Linked DNA regions of Oryctolagus cuniculus: regions 2, 3 and 4 are each linked to region 1. Evidence: chromatin contacts called from public Hi-C and Micro-C data. All regions are on one chromosome and are shown on one strand. Each heading gives the region's core, a stretch centred on a gene start, on an enhancer-like site or on the middle of the called end of the contact. The rest is flanking DNA. Distances are from core to core; before and after follow the strand shown.

Region 1 (3,162 bases), core at 309-2,808:
CTAGCAGGGTCAGACGCTGTGTTAGCCGGGCTGGTGATTCACACACTTGAAATCCTCCACAGGCAGATATCCACATCACGCAACAACCAGCGCAGAGTTAGACTGTGACAACCAGGCAAAGGTGCAGTAAAATACCCTGATGTCCACCGGGGAGGGATACGCAGTGGCTCTTTGTGGAGCTCAAAATATGTTTTTTTTTTTTTTAAAGACTTGAGAGGCTTGAAATGTATGGTTCTAAAGACAAAAAAGTGCTTAAGTTTTGTTCCGTAACTCGCAGTCCTGTCAGCAAACAGGCAGTGCTAGCCAGCACCGTCGTGCCCGGTTCCTTCCAACCCGGCGGGCTCTGGCCCATGCCCCGGAGGCAGCCTGGGTTCCGGACTCGGTCTACACCGCGAACGCAACTCAAGGAGACTCTTCTGAATCCACGCAAGATCGTCTTGCAAAAGCGCTAAGAAAGCACAAAGAAAAGTGTGCCTAAAGCCATTTTTCCGACCCTCCCTGAAATGCAGGTTTATATATTCTCGCTTCTGAAAGCCGTTTCTACAGTAACTTCACACCTTCCTTCCTCGGAGAGAGGCGTGCAACAACGGGTCTGTGAGGTTTTCCCTGGCATTAACTTAAACAAGTTCGCGACAGAACGCCTCAGGGGCCCCGCGGGGTCCCCCGTGCCGTGCGGCAGAGCGCGGGCAGCCTGGCAGGAAGGCCGCGCCGCAACGCGTCCGAGCGGGGAGACCCGGGGGGCTCGCGCCCAAGCCGCCAGGGCTGCGCTTTCCCACAGGGAACTCGGCTACGCCGCCTGAGGGGAGCGCGGGAGCGGGAAAACGTGATGCAACCTCGGGCCCGGGCAGCCGCCAACTCCCCTCAGCAGCGCCTCCCGCAAGCCCGCCGCCGCCGTCCCCAGCGGCAGGCGCTGGGTGCCCCCTAGTCCCGGCGCAGACGCACCCCCCAACGCCTTTCTCTCCGCCCCGGCCGCACACAGACGGGCACGTGAGCGCCGCGGCGCGTCCCAGCTGTGCCTCAGCTGAGCGCCTCCGGATTGGCTGAGAGCGACGTGGGCTGGGGTGGGCACTGGCCGCCTGCGTCGCTCGCCATTGGCTCCCGAGCAGCCCGCCTCCCCCTCAGGTGAGGCGGGCCTGCGGGGGCGCGCGCGCGCGCGCTGGGCTCGGCGGGCAGGCGAGGGGCGGGGGCGCGCGCTCCCGCCCCGCCCCTCCCCTCCCCGCGCGGCCGGGCGCGCCTCCGCCCTTGCCCGCCCCCTGCCCGCTGCCTCAGCTCCGCCGAGCGCAGAGCCGCCTCGTCTGAGGGGACGCGAGGACCGTCCTCGCTGCCGAGTGGGCCCAGCGCGTCGGGCCGGGCCGTGACAAGCAGCCTGCGCGGAGGCTCGCGCCGGACTCCGCGCTCGCCGCCCCGCTCTGCTCTGCGAGGAGCTTCCCGCCTCGCACCCCTCCCCCGCCGCCGCCCCCACCCGGACTTGCTCTGCTCTCTCCGCGTGTGCAGGGAGCCGGCGCTTAGGCCGGAGCGAGCCTGGGGGCCGCCGGCCGGGAAGGCATCGCGGAGACCGAATCGCCATGGAGGGCGCCGGCGGCGCGAACGACAAGAAAAAGTAAGCCCCTTCCCCGCCCGCCCGCCCGCCGGGCCGCGGCGCTCCCGGGGTGGGTCGCTGGGCGGGCGGGGGTCGCCCGGCCTTTTTTTTTGTTGTTTCTGCCTCCTCTCCCCTCCCCTCTCTTTCCCCCAACCTCGCCGGCCGGGCTCCCCCGCTGTCCACGTCGCCATCTTGTCGTGGGGGGTGGGAGACGCCTCGAAAGTGCTTCCAGGGGGCCGGGGGTCTGCACGCCGCCGCCGCCGCCGCCCCCAGCCGGGGCTGCGGGGGTCCTCGCGCCGCCCCCCGCGCCCGCCGCGGAGCCCCAGCCTTGCGGCGCGGCCCCGTCCGGAGGGGACTTCGCCCCAGCCTGGAAGCCGAGCCCGCAGCTCGGCGCCGCCGCTCGCACCCGGAGCTTCCGCTCCCTCCCGGTGGCGGGGAAGGCGCGGGCCGGGCGCCCCGCACGCTGGCCGCGGCTCGCCGGCGGGTGCGGGGCCCCGGCGGCCGCGGCTGGGCTGGCCCTTGCGGCGGTCCCGCCGCGGCGGGTGTCGCTGCCTTTGTGCCGTGGTGGGGGGATTGGCCGCGGCGGCCTTCGGATGCTAACTTTTTAGTTTGCACGTGCAGGTTTTGTTTTTCGTTTTGTTGTTTTAATCGGCTGGAAAAACTTGCCCAGACTTGGGAGTCGGAGTAACGGGAATTGGGGGGCACATCGCCAGGCTGTAGCGGGAACTTGGGAAGTGGAGACTTGGGATCCAGGGAGCCCAGACGATGAGCAGGAATCCGTGCCTCATTCATTCCCGAAAATATCTTGGTGAAAATGTAACGGGCGGCTTCGATTTAGGCAGACAGTGTCAGTGAGGTTGAAAAGCGAAGTAGATGACCGGAGCAAACGAAATGCAACACTAAAGTGTTGGAGGATTTTTTTTTTTTCAGAACTGTCTCGTTTTCCTGATATTTTAATATATTTGAAGGAAACCATCAGCACATATCCAGATTGTGTTGGGACTTAAAGCAAGTTTATTGAACAGCGTGAAGTGTAAGAGGGGTACATTATAGAAAGATTAAGAATGGTGGAACCCGTGGTATTTACAGTACCCCCCTCCCTATTTTCTCCACTTTGGTATTTTCACCGTTGAGGAAATTATTTTAAGGAATTGAGGATTTATATAGTAGGAGTAGTAACGTAGGCTGGCTTTACTGTTAAGTCCTTCCACTCTTATGGGAGAGATTAACTTCTCTAATCAGTATGAGCGGAAGATAAACTTGTTTATATCCTTGCTGTTTTGTAGATTCTTTATCTTGGTCCCTATTCAATAGAATGTAAAATTCTCAGTTTATATACACCGGGGAGAGAGCACTTACACAATTTAAAACATGAGCACACAAGTCTAGATTTAATTTCAAGAGTTAACCAGGAATTAATTGCAATTAATTTTGCAGAAGTGATTACAGTGTTTTTGATGAAATGAAGAGGCTGCTATATTGTAAACCAAAGGCAGATTACCTCTGTGTAGTGCCAATTTTCCGTCCTTATTATATACTGAATCATAGTTACCACAATGCATTAGGTTGTGTACCAGTCACTT
Region 2 (3,329 bases), core at 434-2,933, 170 kb before region 1:
TCTGCGTTCTAGGAACCACAGCAGCGCCTCCTTCCTGCCAGTGCAGAGCTCTAGGATGAGGTCTGGTCTGGGAAGACGCGTGTTAGGACCACGCGCTGGACTGGGGTTGGGGGGACACCCCCTGTACATGAGCACGTGTTCCGGTCTCCAGCGGTTCGCCCGAGCTGCCTCCCACTAGCTCACGAGAGGTTGTGCACGTCTCTACCCGCGTTAGCACTCAGTGAGCTCGCTGTAACGTGGAGAACTGCTTCTGACGGGAATATTTAACTATGGGAATCGGCAAGTGCTAGAAATCAGGGCTGACGATGGGGATGTGGAAGAGGAGGAGGAAGGCAGACAGGCTACCAGCACACGCCTGGAATTAGCAAAATAGTGAGAGAATCATGGTGTTTGGCGCCAGCCAGGAGTGGGGTCCCCCGCAGGCTCTGCTGAACAAGCTATCGTCATTGGAGGGGGGTGGGAGCATTTGAAACGTCTGTGAGCCTTAGTTTTCTCATCTGTAAAATGGAGCTAATAACAGAAATGTCAGCTACGTCAGAGGGTGGCGTGAGGATGGGATGCAATCTTAAATGAAACTCCTTCCCTCGGGGCAGGTGCAGACAACTCGCTCTGGAGGCAGGAAAACAGAACACTCCTGAATCCCAGATTTTTTAAAAATGATAATAATAACGCCCATCTCCTAAGACTGTGGCAAGAATAAAAAGAGGTACCTTGTGCATTCCTAACTCTCAATGCAAATAACAGTCTTATTTAACCTGAAGACTTAATTTTGTTTATTTATTTGAAAGGCAGAGCTACAGAGAGGCAGAGGCAGAGAGACACAGAGAGGTCCACTGATTCACTCCCTAAATGGCCCCAAAGGCCAGAGCTGAGCTGATCCAAAGCCAGGATCCAGGAGCCTCTTCCAGGTCTCCCACACAGGTGTAGGGGCCCAAGGACATGGGCCATCTTCCACTGCTTTCCCAGGCCATAGCAGGGAGCTGGATCAGAAGTGGAGCAGCCGGGACTTGAACCAGCGACTAAATGTGATGCTGGCACTGCAAGTGGTGGCTTTACCTGCTACACCACAGTGCTGGCCCAGGACTTAGTTTTACAAGTAGGGACCACATAGCTGGGATTGACCCCATAGCCTATATCAGTCAAGCCAAAAGGGAGGGCAATGACTCATTTTCAGGCTCATTCTAGAAGAGGGTGGGCTCCAGTTACGCCTCCTGTTTTATTCCTGACACCCCACCCTCCTTAGCGCTCCCTTTGCCAGGAAGGAATGAGGAGAAGGGAACAGAGGGTCTATGTCATGTATGTTTCCCACCATACTCTGTCTGAGAAGCAGAGGGTGAGTGATCACCATCTCTCCTCGCCCCTCTCTGCACAGTCCCTGCTACCCCATGCGGGTTTCCATTCTGCAAAGCGGCAGAGAGAGAGAGAAGCAGACACTGTGGTCCAGCAGAGGCACTTCCAATCCAGAGCCCTGCTTCAGAAATTAAAAAAAAAAAAAAAAACAACAACAAACCAACAAACCCAAGACTGATTCAGTGTGAGGCATGCTCTCAGCCCGGGCTGCACAGGGCAGACCAGAAAAAGCGTCTTTGTGAATTGCAGGATGTTGGGACACCGTTCTCAGCTGACTGTCCCCAAAGGGGAATCCAGCCAGGCTGGTGCTTCCTGGCTGACGTGGAGTCCCACGCCGGCTTCCACATGACTCCACGGCCAGCCAGGAAAGCGCGTGGCCCGGCTAAGGAAGTGCAGAGGCTCTGGGGTGACTGTACGCCTGGTCCCCAGGGGCTCTCAAGGCCTGCTGGAAACCTTGCGTCTGGAGCCGTGCGCCTGACTGCCCAGGAATGCGTGGTTTGGGTAACTTTCTGGTTGCACTTACAGGAAGGTCTGGTGGGGGGAGAGCAGGAATGTGGCAACAGCCCTGGATCACCTTGGAAAAGTACGGCTCACCCGCCAGCCCGGCACGGCAGTTCCAGGAAGCAGCTGGGGGTGAGTCAGCTGCCTCCTCTGGCCTTGTGGCTTTGGGAAGCTCGTCCAGAGCCTCTCCCACCTCCTCTCCAAGGAGGGAAACACCCATCAGCCACTCTCAGATGTTTCTGGAAGGGACTTGGGGAGTAGGAGGGACCCCATAGTGGATTCTCCATCCCACCCCCAAGCAGGGGTACAGAAAAAGGGAGGAGACAAGAGGACTCCCCCAGGTCTCTTTGTAAATATTTTTAGTCTTAAAAAATTTATTTATTTGAAAGGTTCAATTACAGAGAGGAGAGGCAGAGACAGAGACAGAGACAGAGAGACAGAGAGAGATCTTCCCTTCACTGGTTTACTCTCCAAACGTCCGAAACCTCCCCAGCTGAAACCAGGAGTCTGGGACACCATCTGGGTTTCCCATGTAGGTGGCAGCGGCCCAAGCCCTTGGACCATCTTCCACTTTTTTCCCAGGCACATTAACAGGGAGCTGGATCGGAAGCAGAGCAGCCAGGACTGGAACTAGCGCCTACAGGGGATGCTGGCATCACAGGGTGGGGGCTTAACCCTCCACGCCACAATATTTTCATGCCAGCCCCATAGTTTCAGGCTTTTGATACAGAACATCAGGCACACAAAAGTCTGGAATTTAGAGCAGGAAAACTAGGCAGAGAGTTCTCCATGCTGGATGGCATGATCCACTCCACAATGGGATGTCAGTATTTTACCTGCAGAGCCTGCCGGGGCAGAGAAGCCCACGGAAAGCTGTGGTCAGGGCCGCGGGCACTTACGGTCAAGGTACTGCCTCAGTGGGCCACTTAGCAGCTGGAAGAGTCTTGGGGAAAAGCAGCAAGGCCGTAGCTTAGGCTGCCCTCTTGGCCCTCCGGGCCCCAAGCCTAGGAATAGAGTTCAAGTTCCCGCTTTTGCCTTCCACGGGCCAATCTCTGGCCAACCCCCTGAACTTGTCACTGCCCCCAGGGGGGCTTCGGGGCACTGGACATTAGCATGTGTGCCTTGATGTCCCCACAGCAAAATGGCATTGAACTGTGAACAGATTTGGAGAAGTGGATCATTTCAGATTGGGTGCTAGATAGGAGAGAGAGGGAGAGAGAGAGCACTGAATTTCTTCTCTCTCTCTCTGGCTCACTTTCATGCTGTTACCTCCGTGACCCACATGCAGCTCTGATGATGGTGAAAGCGAGCTCATGTTCACTGATGATTCAGAACTGCAGTCTTGAAAGATGAGCTGAGTCAGTGCGTCCGCGCTGTGGTTTCTGATCCTTCCTCCCCCATGCCATTGTCATGGGCACACTCCCTCACCTTGCCCTGGGTGTCAGGGTCTGAAGTGTCCTGGCCTGCGGGAGTGCACA
Region 3 (3,112 bases), core at 351-2,850, 220 kb before region 1:
CTTCCTCTCCATCTCTCTGTGCCTCTCCAATGCTTTTTCTAAATATTAAAAAAAATATATTTGGATAAGTTAGAAAGATGCCTTCGCTTGTTACAGTGTCACTCATAAAGTGAAAAACAGAGAGCAGCATCTCTCAAAGGTGGCCTTGCCAGGCTGGGTGAATGAAACTGGCATGCACTGTTGGGTTTAGGTCCTAAATAATTCCACAGGAAGCAGGTGGGGGGAACAAAGGCTGGGTGGACAGTTGAGTTGATTTGGTTGCCTTTTGAAATACAGATGGTCTTTTACTTCCTGGAGATGTTGTGTTGTATTTCTGGAGAATTTCATTTCTCTAGAATGGAAATAAAGTTCTCCAGCCCCAGGGGTCTTGTGGGTATCAGCAGGAGTGAGGGACTTCGTTCGTCCTCCTTCGACTTATTCCTCCCGGAAGAATGGGTCATGGGTGGTGAACTGACCAGTGTTTGGTAGTTCAGGGTGAACTGGATGGACCGCAGCTTAAACCAGCTTAAATCTGGTCCCAATCTGGGCCATTGATACCAAACAGAGATCTTAATTCCTCTCTATTCAGAATTTGACCTCAGCAAAGATGGATGAAGCAGACAAAGGTGTTGTCTGCTGGGGTTTAACCAGTTCTGGAGACATCTTGCCCATTGCCCGAAGCACTGGCACCAGGCTCCTGGCCCTGCTACCCAGAGTGCAGAATATAAGCCAGGTGTGTCACTTAACGCTGTCATGGCCTGCTTGCCCCAGACTCAAAACTCACAATAGTGATCTAGAATTTACAAAGTTTGTACTTTTTTTTTAATTAAAGATTTATTTATTTATTTGAAACTCAGAGTTACAGAGAGAGGGAGAGACAGAGATAGAGAGAAAGAGAGATGGATCTTCCATCTGCTGCTTCACTCTCCGGATGGTTGCAGCAGCCAGGGCTGGGCTAGGCAAAGCCAAGAGCTTTCTCCCACGTGGGTGGCAGGGTCCCAAGCACTTGGGCCATCTTCCACTGCTTTTCCCAGGCCATTAGCAGGAAGCTGGATCAGAAGAGGAGCAGCTGGGACTTGACCCAGCGCCCACATGGGAGGCTGGCATTGCAGGCAGTGGCTTAATCCACTGTTGGTACCGACCCTGTTTGTACTCTGGATCAATTTTGACTCTTCATAAAAATCCTAGCACTAAGTCATGGGGTGTCAGCTGGGTTTTTGTTGAAAGGCATCGATAACATTTCACATATTCCAGGCACTAGTCTAAGCAGTTCACTTTAAATGAGTCAGAATTTCTATGAAGCAAGATTGGTTGTTATCTACATTCCTTAATGAGGAAAGAAACACAGCGTGTTTCCGTAAGTTGCCTGAGATCATGCAGCCAATAAAAAGCGGAGCCAAGACTCAGTCCCAGGCAGTCTGGGTCCAGAATTTGTGCCCATAACCTCACACAGACAGACAGCGAAGTGGGTTGAGTTATTTCCCCAGGGGCTCTTGGGAGTGGGGGAAAGACGCAGACTGGAGGAAGCAGACAGGCGCTTTTGCTTCTTAGGAACATAGCCGGGAATTCGCCCTGGGTCTTTCTGTGTTGCACAGAACTGCATTCTTGGCCATGAACCTGGATGTGCTCTGTGTCCAGAACTGGGCACTCTGGATTTGTTACCAGACAAGATCACCACTGTGGGCTGTGGTTTCCTAGGAAATGTAAGCTGTGACCCGTCATTATTGCCGTAAGGAGCCACGTGTCTGTGGGAAGGCCTTTAATTCCATCTATAACGTACCTATGGACATAGGCGCACACTTGCAAAAGTTGGTGGAAGAAGGAACTGCAAAATAAGTTGATTGTGGTGAAAAAGAATTTGGAACCCATGTGTTCAGAGGGTCTTCAAGAAGTTCATGAGAAGTGCCTATCATGGATTTCAAAAGTGTTTGTACCAAAATAAGCTTATCTTTTTAGTCCATTTTTTTCCATAAACTTTTCCAAGTACCTTCTTATTCAAGAATGAATGCCACGGCTGATGGCTCTTCAGACTACGGTCTCTCACCTCGCAACACTGATGTTCTAACGGAGAAACTGAATTAGCTGTTGTTTGTTATCCCAGAGTTTAGGCAAGAGGAACCTTGGTTGTCTCTCAGAAGATCTCTTCGTCAGCTCCCTTGGCTGGCAGGTAGACACATGAGCTGGAGCGTGAACTTTCCCTGGCTTTGTGAATTCTGTGTCCTCCTAGGATCTTAGGAAGTTAACAGTGACTCACACGTGAGGCTTGATGATAGATGCCTCTTGTTAAGGAGAACACCGCAACAAAATTGGAAGCATTGCTCATTTGGCGTAGAAGTGCTCAAATATTTAAAGAATGAACAACTAAATGGTGTTTGGGGGAAGCTCAGCCCTTTAGTTGCAAAACCAAATGCTGGAAAAAAAGAGGGAATGTTCAGGAAGTGTTCTCCCAGAGGGCATTTCCCGAGAGAAAATTCTGTCTTTCGTACATTCTGCTCTGGGGTCTTCAGAGATGTGTGAACACTGAACGGTCCTGTTTAAGTGGCTCAGGGTTGGCCTCGGCTGAGGCCACAGATGACCAGGTGAATAAGATCTGCTGCAGTGGCCACCACGTCCTGGGCCCTCTGATGAGGGTTTGTTAGTGCTGGCAAAGGCTCTGTTCAGCCACAAGCAGCCTGCACAGCCCCTGCGGAAGCTGGTCTGCCCTGAGGCCTTCCCCTCTCCCCTCCCGCCACATCCCACCACAGAAGACCACCTGTGCCGACTGCAGGGGGCTGCGATGGCTGCTGCTTGCTTGTCCCAAGCCAATGGGAAAGTTCTAGTCCCAGCAGAGCAGGTGTTACCGTTGTCTGTCAAACAGTGTCTGCAGGGAGCTGACCTGGGTGCCGCTAGGGCCTCTGCCCCTGTGTTACCCTGAGAGGGGACCAGCCATGGCACACAGGCCCTGTAGCCTTCTTCACTCTGTTGGCGTTAACAGCTGGAGCATCTGGCTTATCTTTCTGAGGACGACAGCCCCAGCCTTGGTCTCCCTGGTATTTCTATCCAGCTGCCAATGGCCAGCATCCACGGGGAGCCTGTGTGCTCCAGGGTTCAGTCGTGTTTCACTCTAGGAACCTGTCTGTTGTATTGGTGCCGT
Region 4 (3,448 bases), core at 638-3,137, 130 kb before region 1:
CCCAAGCACTTGGGCCATCCTCCACTGCACTCCCTGGCCACAGCAGAGAGCTGGCCTGGAAGAGGGGCAACCGGGACAGAATCCGGCGCCCCGACCGGGACTAGAACCCGGTGTACCGGCGCCGCAAGGCGGAGGATTAGCCTAGTGAGCCGCGGCGCCGGCCCTGATTTTTGTTTAAAAGGAAAGAAAGGCTTATTTTATTTACTTGAAGGGCTGAGTGACACACAGAGAGAGGCAGAAACAGAGATAAAGAGATCTTCCATCTGCTGCCTCACTCCCTAATGGCCAAAAAGGCTGGGGCTGAGTCAGGCTGAAATTAGGAGCCTGGAACTGCATCTGGGCTTCTCATATGGGTGGAAAGTGCCAGGTACTTGGGCCATCTTTTGCTGCTTTCCCGGGGCATTAACAGGGAGCTGTATCAGAAGCCGAGGAACTGGGACTCCAACCGGCACCGCAATGTGGGATGCTGGCTTCACCGGAAGTGGCTTAACCCACTAGGCCACAATGTCAGCCCCCCAAATAAATTTAGTTTTAATTCTATTTTACATGAATTTTTTGAAGTATTCTAATATAGTGAACAGACTAAACCAAAATGAATTAGATTGTAATTTTCCCCTGTAATTAGTGCAGACTAGAAAAGACAAAATTAATATTGAGTATTGGCATTCAGTTGGATTCATCCCTTCAATTTGCCACCAACCCTTGTTCATTTAAAGCAGTGTTTCTCCATCAAGCTACACATTAGAATCATCTGAGGAGCTTTGAAAATTGCCTATACCTCTTCCCCAACCAAGAAACTTAGAATTGAGGGGATTTTCAGAACAGAAAGACAAGGGCCCAAAAGGTGGAGCAGGTGTCAAGGGCACAAGATTTAAGAAGGCGCTCACTCTCAGAATTCAACTCTGCGCCTGCACGGCCCTAAGAGGGTGCGCCTCTTTAAATCTGTGTACCTGCCTGGCTTCACCCTACTTGGGTCTGTTAGAAGACCCAGGATGGTGGCTGGTGCCATGGTGTAGTGGGTTAAGCCTCCTCCTGCGGTGCCGGCATCCTAATCCCATTTGGGTGCCAGCTGGAATTCCAGCTGCTCCACTTCCAATCCAGCTCCCTGCTATGGCCTGAGAAAGCAGAGCAGATGCTCCAAGTGCTTGGGTCCCTGCACCCGTGTGGGAGACCCGGAGGAAACTCCTGGCTCCTAGCTTCAGATCGGCCCAGCTCTGGCTGTTGCCACCATTCAGGGAGTGCATCAGCAGATAGATCTCTGCCTCTCTAATAAATCTTATTTAAAAAAAAAAAAAAAAAAAAAGGAAAGAAAGAACAAAGAAGACCCAGGTTGGTTCAGGTTGTGAAGGAGAACTTGCAGGGGACTCCTGAGCAGCCTTGGGTCCCTGCCGTATTTTTCCTTTAGAAGGAAATGTCAACTTGTCCCAGCAGTGAACATGAACTCCGGCCCATAGGCGCGAGTCAGGACGGGCTTTCCCAGGCCAGGCTTTGCTGAAATGTCAACTCGCAGCAGGCTCCGGTTTCCTGCAGACGGCCTCTCGTAAACATTCAAAAAGGCTTGGGAACCAGTTTTCTCAGTGAGGCTGGTGACGTTTGAGTAGCTCCTAATCCCTGGCCTCCTATAGGTTCTGTTTCCCACTCATGCATGGGTTTACATTTCAGCCAAACGCAAGGAGAGTGTTAGGTTTCCCTCGTTTGTGGGTTCTCACCCTCGCTCCTCCTCCCCCTTCTCTGATTTCTGCCCTTTCTTGTCAATGTTTTCCGTCCCCTCGCTGGCATCCTGGTCAGACAGGCACATCATTAATTCCTGTCCCTTGGGACAGCTTGCCCGGCAGCGGCCAAGGCCAGCCCTGGGAGGCAACTCCAAGAGCCCAGCCGTGGCTTCCTTCCCTGGCCTCGGAGTTCCGTGATGTCATTAGCATTCTGCCCTGGCTGCGTCCCAGATCGCTGCCTGTATTAAAATGCTCGGGAGAGAAACTCTGTACTTTTCCAGTGCTGGGAAAAGCATGGCAGGGTTGGTGGGAGCGCCTCGCGCAGCTGGAATCGACTACTTTCTATTGTGATAACTGTGCAGAGGAAGATTTGGAAGAGAAAATCCAAGGGAAGGGTCTGTTCAGGCAGCGTGTGTGGCAAGTTCCTGGTAATAGGATCGTGGGGTTGTTGGGGTGTCTCTCACACGGCTACACAGTCCCTGTTTAGTTCCATATAAATGGGATTTTTAAAAAGTGAAGTCATTGTAAGTGCACAGACTGCTACATAAAGGCGGCCTGGGGTGAGTCACTTGGTGCGGGAACTATCTTGGTGCAGTGCACAGCAGCCTTTCCCATGCCAACTCTGGTCTTTGCTATAAGGCAGAGGTTGTCACGGGCTGCTGCCTCTCCTAACGGCCGCAGCTGTCCTCACGCTCCCAAACCCGCCTGTGCGTGATGTTTTCCCAGGCACCTGCCTGGTGCCGTGGGGATTTTCAACCCAGAAAAGCATCCCCTTGGGTGTCCCTACCTGACTCCTCCCAGCCCACCTCTACAGGGGCATGAGTGGACACGAGTGGACAGCGGAAGAGAGTGCAGACTGCCGAGGGCAGCGCGGCCGGCATGGTGGTGTGGCGGTTAGAAGCATGTGCTCTGTGGCTCTGCTGGGTGATTCCTGAAGCCTCAGTATCCTCATCTGTAGAACGGGGTGATGACAATAGCACCAACTTTAGGGTTATTGTGACGGCTAAGAGAGGATGAGCAACGGGCACATAATAATTACTGGAAAAGCATTAGCCATCTTTAAAAAATTGTTTATTTTACAAGTTATTTGAAACGCAAAGAGACAGAGACAGACAAGATCTTCCCTCTGCTGGTTCACTCCCTAATGCCCACAAGTGCTGAGGCTGAGCCAGGCTGATGCCAGGAGCCAGGAGCTCAACCTGCGTCTAGCACGTGGGAGAGATGTGTGCCATCACTGTTCCTTCCCAGGGTGCACTTGGGCAGGGAGCTGGAATCAGATGTGGAGCTGGGACTCGAACCCAGGCACTCTGGTATTGGATGTCCCAAGGCATCGATACCACTGCAGCACACACCTGTGCATTGCTAGCTGTTGTGAACTGGCCTGGGCTAGTTAGGCTATAGCACAAACATATAGTCCCAGTTCCTCTCTGTTAGGCTATAGCACAAACAGGAAGACCCAGGGTGCTAACCTCCACCGAAAGCTGATGGTCTCTAACCTTATTCCCACTTCCCAGGGAAGGAACAAGAACCCAGAAAGGTGAAGCAATTTTCCTGCAGTCACACAACAGATAAGGGACAAGGCAGACATCTGAAGCTTGTCCTGTCTGCTCTCTCCTGCTGTGTCCTGGGCCAGAGCAAACTACAGCCGGAAGGAGACTCGTCACAGGTCAGTAGGTGTGTTTGGATTAATTCCACTTGGAGGGAGATTTGGATTTGGAAGTCAAGTTGGTTCAGGA

What was found. Hi-C and Micro-C count contacts between places; a contact is called where the count stands out from the background.
Region 2: a Hi-C map of embryonic fibroblasts shows a contact between it and region 1, with 3 times the contacts expected there. The contact joins the enhancer-like site here to the promoter of HIF1A in region 1. A contact is called at or near these places in 2 of 6 Hi-C or Micro-C datasets (embryonic fibroblasts and skin fibroblasts).
Region 3: a Hi-C map of skin fibroblasts shows a contact between it and region 1, with 6 times the contacts expected there. The contact joins the enhancer-like site here to the promoter of HIF1A in region 1. A contact is called at or near these places in 2 of 6 Hi-C or Micro-C datasets (embryonic fibroblasts and skin fibroblasts).
Region 4: a contact with region 1 is called in a Micro-C map of ear pinna, with 2.6 times the contacts expected there. The contact joins the enhancer-like site here to the promoter of HIF1A in region 1. A contact is called at or near these places in 2 of 6 Hi-C or Micro-C datasets (ear pinna and skin fibroblasts).

What each region holds. Positions count from the first base shown.
Region 1 is chr20:8,817,954-8,821,115 of mOryCun1.1, reverse strand. It overlaps HIF1A (hypoxia inducible factor 1 subunit alpha), which reads left to right and starts at 1,558. Exons shown (of 18, transcript NM_001082782.1): 1 at 1,558-1,600. The coding sequence starts at 1,566.
Region 2 is chr20:8,987,000-8,990,328 of mOryCun1.1, reverse strand. No RefSeq gene overlaps it. Among named protein-coding and RNA genes, the nearest start is that of HIF1A, 170 kb to the right of the region's middle. Within about 2 kb of position 1,683, at least 5 of the 8 cell types and tissues checked have an H3K27ac peak or open chromatin away from gene starts, as enhancers often do.
Region 3 is chr20:9,037,104-9,040,215 of mOryCun1.1, reverse strand. The region is part of intron 10 of PRKCH (protein kinase C eta); the gene reads left to right. Among named protein-coding and RNA genes, the nearest start is that of HIF1A, 220 kb to the right of the region's middle. Within about 2 kb of position 1,600, at least 1 of the 8 cell types and tissues checked has an H3K27ac peak or open chromatin away from gene starts, as enhancers often do.
Region 4 is chr20:8,952,915-8,956,362 of mOryCun1.1, reverse strand. LOC103351648 (a long non-coding RNA gene) reads right to left here. Exons shown (of 3, transcript XR_519381.4): 3 at 1-3,448. Among named protein-coding and RNA genes, the nearest start is that of HIF1A, 140 kb to the right of the region's middle. Within about 2 kb of position 1,887, at least 5 of the 8 cell types and tissues checked have an H3K27ac peak or open chromatin away from gene starts, as enhancers often do. A contact at or near this core is called in ear pinna, where this site is marked.